2 separate regions of the Anas platyrhynchos genome follow, and region 1 is linked to region 2. A link is a contact called in public Hi-C data. All regions are on one chromosome and are shown on one strand. Each heading gives the region's core, a stretch centred on a gene start, on an enhancer-like site or on the middle of the called end of the contact. The rest is flanking DNA. Distances are from core to core; before and after follow the strand shown.

The links. A called contact is a pair of places that touch in the nucleus more often than the background predicts.
Region 1: a contact with region 2 is called in a Hi-C map of liver, with 3 times the contacts expected there. The contact joins the promoter of ACSS2 here to the enhancer-like site in region 2. A contact is called at or near these places in 2 of 8 Hi-C or Micro-C datasets (liver and subcutaneous adipose tissue).

The regions. Positions count from the first base shown.
Region 1 is chr21:6,078,976-6,082,162 of IASCAAS_PekinDuck_T2T, forward strand. It overlaps ACSS2 (acyl-CoA synthetase short chain family member 2), which reads right to left and starts at 1,505. Exons shown (of 19, transcript XM_027442829.3): 1 at 1,315-1,505; 2 at 1,008-1,203. The coding sequence starts at 1,438.
Region 2 is chr21:6,044,256-6,047,098 of IASCAAS_PekinDuck_T2T, forward strand. It overlaps GSS (glutathione synthetase), which reads left to right. Exons shown (of 12, transcript XM_027442832.3): 7 at 126-203; 8 at 1,276-1,342; 9 at 1,904-2,098; 10 at 2,278-2,359; 11 at 2,557-2,746. Among named protein-coding and RNA genes, the nearest start is that of GSS, 3.9 kb to the left of the region's middle. Within about 2 kb of position 1,591, at least 1 of the 8 cell types and tissues checked has an H3K27ac peak or open chromatin away from gene starts, as enhancers often do.

The sequences.
Region 1 (3,187 bases), core at 255-2,754, 35 kb after region 2:
TTTCTCTTTGCAGTAGAGTAGCCACAAACCACCTGAAGGTAACAGCCACACACGGTGGGGACGACTCTTCAGCTGCACCCAATTACTTCGAGAAGGCCCGCTGATCACTGTTACAGCACCTGGTGCTTTTTGCTTCAGCGAGGGTAAGACTTCCACAGAAGCCTCTCTGAAGGGACTCAGATTAACCCAAATTACTGCATCCTAACAAGCTGCATATGCTTCATTTTGATTCTGCACTGCCCCATGCAGTCGGGGAAACACGGATGCAGAGTAAACACACACTAATTGGAGGGAGCAGCCAAACAGGGGTGGGCAAAGCACTGCTCTCAACCTGGGTGCACAGCTGTGATGCCAGCTGAGCTCCTCCTGCAGTGGAGCAGTGGTTCTAGATCTCACATATCACTAGAGAAGCTTGTTTGGTATCAATATGAAAAATTCAGCTCTGCAGAGCTTTTCAAACTATGAACTACTCCGGGGGGTAGAAAAAAATACAAGCATGTTTCAGATAAGCCTGGAAGTTAACTTTTCTTCCCGAAGGTAAGGTCTGAAAAGCCAGCCTTTTGGACAGCATCACATCACATGTGCTCGAGTGCAAGGAGTCAATACAGAAGGTTTGGGAAAGTGCCTTTCTGCCACAGGAATGGAAGCCTGCCAGACCCACAGAACACAGCAACAGGCTTAATTTGCTTTCTGACTGTGGATGTTGGCTGTTCCTCACCCTGTTTCTTCCACCCCTGTCTTCCCACTGCCCAGGGGCGTTGTGGCACCTGCCAGGAGCGCACCCGGTGGCTCGCAGCAGGGACAGCCGGGAGCCCCCCGGCACCACCCCATGCTGGGCAGTGCAGCTCGGCCACACCAGCGAGCAAACACCTGCTGTACCTGTGCCAAGATTAAAGCCTCTCAGGTTTTATCGTGTTTTAATTCACCTCGACAGCAATCCACACCGGTTGCACGCTCCTGCGTTATGCTCACACACGTCCCACATCACAATAAAAACGGGCATTTACCAGTAAAAAGCGACCTTGTCGCCGAGCTTCTTCTCGCCGACATTCCTATCCAGGAGGTTGTAGCAGATGTTGGTCGTCGCCCCCTTCATCCACTCGATGAAGATCTTCCCCTTGGTCACATCGAAGTTGTACTTGAGGAAGGGCCCCGGGTGCTGGCGCTTCCAGTAGAACTCCTTGGCGATGTCGCCCCAGAACTCTGCAACGCCGGAGCCCGATGTTAAAAACAACCGGACCGCAGCGCGGCCGCCCCCTCCCGCTCCCCCCTCACCGAGGCCGCAGCCCCCGGGTCCCATCCCCGTCCCCTCACCCTGCGGCTCCTCCACGGAGCGCTGGTAGAGGCGCTCGTAGTGGGGCAGCGAGGGGACGTGAGCCGCCGGCAGCAGCTCGGGCCGCGGCGGGTAGAGCCGGGCCTGCTCCTCGGGCTGCACCATGGCGGGCGCCGCCGGCTCTGAGCGGGAGGGCGCCGCCGAGCCCGCTTCAAAGCGGCGCGGAGCCGGGGGCGGGGACCGGCAACGGGGACGGGGACGGGGACGGCGGCGGGGACCGCCCCGCACCGCCCCTCAGCCCCCGCCCGCAGCCCCGGGGCTGGCGTGGGCAGAGTGCGGTCGCCCGCAGGCGGCTTGGTGGCCTCCCGTCAGCCGTGTGGCCCTGTCATGAGCTGTGTCCCCGTCAGCCGCTATGTCCCTGTCAGCCACTATGTCCCCCTGTCAGCCATGTCTTCCCGTCAGTGGAGCCCACCCAGTCAGCCGTGTCCCCCTGTCACTGCTGTCCCCACACCAGTGTCATCCCCCCACGCCATCAGTGTGCCCCCCGTTAGCAGTGCTGCCCCTTCAGTGCCATCTCTGCCATCAGCAGTGTCCCCACGAGCCGTGTCCCCTCAGGGCCAGGTCTCCCCTTGCCAGGCACAGGGTGCTGTGGCTGAGAACCCTCTTCAAATCCTCCTTCACCCACCCCAAAAGCACTCAGAGGACAAGCCCCTGCAGCCCGTGCTGGGGCAGAAGGTTGGACCCTGAGGAACCAGTCCGATTCTCTGCTCTGAGGGATTGGAGCTGGTTCCTACCTCAGTAGATCCATTCTCATCTCAGTCCTTAATATTTCCTGCCTTGAGCTGGGATGTCCTGATTGCATTGCCCGGGCAGGCTGCTGAAACCTTGAAGATCCCTTTTGCAGTGAGGAATACCATCCCTCCGAGACAACTCCACCGTGTCTGTGGAGCCATTCCCTCCAGAGACATGGGCAATTTCTGTGGTAGTTTGGGCTGGGGGCCAGGAGCACTCAGAAGATAAAAATCCAGAATCTCGAACTTGGCACGTATTCCTGTCAGCAATTAGCTCCAGCCTATTCTGGGATCCTTGCTGTTTTCCATGTTTTACGCACTCCCTGGGAGTATCATGTTGCTGTGTGCTACAGGAACACAAACCCACAGCTTCCCAGCCCAGGCTCCCTGCACAGGCAGATGTGACACAGATACGGCCAAACTCTGCGAGGTGCCTCCTGCACCAGCCAGCACTATTGTTTCCTCCGAGCTCCCTATTACAAAAAGATGTTTCTGGAGAAAAACTGAATTCATCCCTGCAACCTGGGCACCCTGGCATGGGTGTTTTAGGAGCTATGGGAATTATGACACCCCATGGAGTTGTGGGCCAGGCACAGCCCCAGGAGCTCTGGGGTACACATTGCACATTGCTCAGCTGCTTCAGCTGGAAAGTGCACTGGTCCTGTCCTGCAAAGAGGGCCAGTGTACCCCATTTACACTTAGCCCGACACTTCCAAAGTCTTTCAGAAGCCACCTCACACCACACCTTTGTCATTATGAACTGCCAGCCCTCAGTGTTAGCAGCCTCGGTCTGGAGGATTTTGCATTTACAGGCAGGGCTTGGTGGTTCCCTGACGAACCTCCAGGTGCCCTGACACTGCAGGAAGAAGTGCTTTGCAGGTTTATTTGCCCAGCTGAAATGCTCCACCAGGCTCCGTGACAGCATGATTTCTCATAAGGAACTGCTGCCTGCTGTGGGCAGGATGTACAGAGCCCTAAGGCCGGGCAGCGCCGTGCCCCAGCTGTCCTCCATCCAGCATTGCCCGGCATGGGCTGCCACGGCTGGAGGAGTTGTTGTGCTGCAGCTGTGGCCAAGAAGCTGCGTGATGGGGCGCAATCACTTCTCGCAAACCACCTGCAAGGA
Region 2 (2,843 bases), core at 341-2,840:
CTCCGTGGAGAGTGTGCCGAGGTGTTGGGGAAGGAGCAGCAGCTCCGTGCTGCTTCCAGCTGAGGTTTCCTCCCCACGTGCCTCCGTGCCCAGCCCGCTGTGTGACCATCCCGCTCCTCTTTTAGGAACATTCGGGTCATCAGGAAGCGCTTCCGAGACGTGTTTGAGAAGGGCTCCCTGGACGAAGCCAGGAGGCTGTACATGTGAGTACGAGCTGTGTGTGCACTTAGGGTTGTGCCTGGCAGTGTTGGTGACAGTTCTGGGTGTAAATAGTGGCATTGTGAGATGTGCTGCTGCTCCAGGCTGCTGCCGCTAATTCCCCTTAGAGCTGAAACGATTTTGTTTTTGCTGTGCTAGGATTTTGCACACACCCATCAGTCCCTTACAGCTGGAAACCCCATTTCCCTCCTCCAAACCACAGCCTCCTGAGCTCCGCGTGCTCCCCTCTCCCCCCACGTACACATGCAGGGAGAAACCCTGGCTCTTGCAGAGGTTTCCACCGGGATGCTTCCTGCTGAGCCTCCACGTGATGCCGTGCGGGCGGCAGGGCTGGGTTACCCGTGCAGAGGAAGTGAAGTCCCGCGAGTCCTTGCGGCCTCCCTTGGCTCTGAGCGCCCTCAGGGTCTCGTCCGTGCCTGCAGCTGATCCCAGGCTCATCGCTCGTCCCGTTCCCAGGCTGTTGTGCTTGGAGCCGCACGAGGCGCATTGGTTGCCTGCCCATGTTTTTCCTCTTGTTAGCTGATTTTTTAATTTTATTTTTCCATGCTCTGACCTTTGGCACCTCTGCCATGTTTAACTACTGAGCGTTTGTCATCGCCAGACAGTTAAGGGGAAAGTATCTGCAGACGCTTCCTGCAGAGCATCCTGCCTGGCTGCGGAGGCGGTTACGGCGTGCTGCCTGCCCGCGGCAGTGTCCGTGCTGCCTTCCCTGCCCGCGCTCCGCTGCTGCGGCTCGGTGCGTGGCACTGCGGCTGCTCTGGGGCAGGTTGCTGTGTCCTGCCTGGAATCGCCAGCCAGGAAGGATCCCCTTCCTCCCCAGCTGCAGGAATGCAAGGCTACTAAAAAATGAGGTTCTTGCCTCCCTCCTGGGTTGGCTGCCTGAGTTACCGGGACGTTGGTTAGGGCAGAGGCCTGGTGCCAGCTCCCCGTGCCGCAGGCGCTCTCGAGGAGGAGCAGAGCAGCTCGGGAGGCCAAGCAGAAGGGGCGATCGCCATCCGAGCCCTGGCAGCCCCCTTGGTGGCTGCTGGCTCTGATGGCTGCTGCTTTCTGTTCCAGGGATGGCCAGGAGGTAGCAGTGGTGTACTACAGAGAGGGCTACGTGCCGACAAACTACAATCAGCAGGTCAGCACCCACTGCTCGCTCCCAGAAGCTCTGTGGCAGTGCCAGAGGGTTTGAAACACCCTGTGGTCCTGTCCCGGGTGGGTCAGGCCCATCCAAGCGGCTTTGGGAAGCTGACACATCTTTGCTGCTCGTGCAGTGCTCCTGTAATAAGAAAAAGGAGTGGGTTTCTCCAGTCACCACTCGTGTGGTCACCCCCTGTCTGCAGCACCGAGCTGTGGCTGTGTGATACGGGTTAACATTGATTAGTGCCTGCTTAAAGCATTTAGGCTTGAACTACAAATAATTTTCTGCCCTAAACTATGCACTAGGACTGTTGGCTGCAGGTGGTAATGACACAGGGCAGATGGTGCTGTTGGCTGAAAATGCTGGGGAGGGGAGTGCAGGGGAAGGCAACGGGGCAGCCTGGCTGTGCTGCTCCCCGGGGCAGTGGCAGGCCCACGTGTGCCTCTCTCCCCATGCCATTCCCGTCCCTGCCAGGCAGGGCTGGTGCCTGTCAAAAAATGAAGAGCAAGGGAGAGAGAACCTGGCTGTGATGGGCCGGTCGCTCTCCCTCTCTCTCAGAACTGGGAGGCGCGGTTGCTGCTGGAGAGGTCGAGGGCAGTGAAGTGCCCCGACATCGCCACCCAGCTGGCCGGCACCAAGAAGGTGCAGCAGGAGCTGAGCCGCCCGGGGACCCTGGAGAAGCTGCTGCCCGGCCGCACCGAGGCCATTGCTCGCATCCGAGCCACGTTCGCCGGGCTCTACTCACTGGATGTGGTGAGTGGGGTGGGAGTGAGGGTGCGGGCGCGCTCTTGGCATGTGTGGTGCTCCTCCTTGGTTAGAAACACGAGGGGGCCTCGCTGTGGCCTCGGGACCCTGGTTATCCTGCTCACAGCAGCCCATCGAGGAGCTCCTGCTCCTCCCTGATGTGTTGCTGTTGCTTTCTTTCCTGCCAGGGTGAGGAGGGTGACAAGATAGCTGCTACGGCTATCGCCAACCCCGACCAGTTTGTGCTGAAGCCGCAGCGGGAAGGCGGAGGTAGGAGCTGCAGGGGGGCCTTGGTGTGGCTCAGGGCTCAGCGTGGAGCTGCTTTGGCCACGGGGACAGGTCATGGTGCTGAGGGAGCTCCAGGTCCCAGAGCTGGGGGAATCACGGGCAGCGCTGCATCTGCTCGGGCTGCTGGGGCAAACGGTTTCTGCGCTGGGAAGCTCCTGACCTGCCCATCCTGTGCTCAGGGAACAACCTCTATGGCGAGGAGCTCAGGCAGGTGCTGGAGAAGATCAAAGACAGCCCTGAGAGAACCTCCTACATCCTGATGGATAAGATCCAGCCCCAGCCAACAAGGAATTACTTGCTGAGGGCTCACAGTCCCCTAAAAGCATCCGAGTGCGTCTCAGAGCTTGGGATCTTTGGCGTTTATGTCAGGTGAGTTTATGTCAGCGCCCCAGCCAGGAACAGGAACAGGGCTCAAACTGTCCCGGGTGGTGGAAAGGCCGCGGGCTTTCTGCTCCAGTGCTGCCCA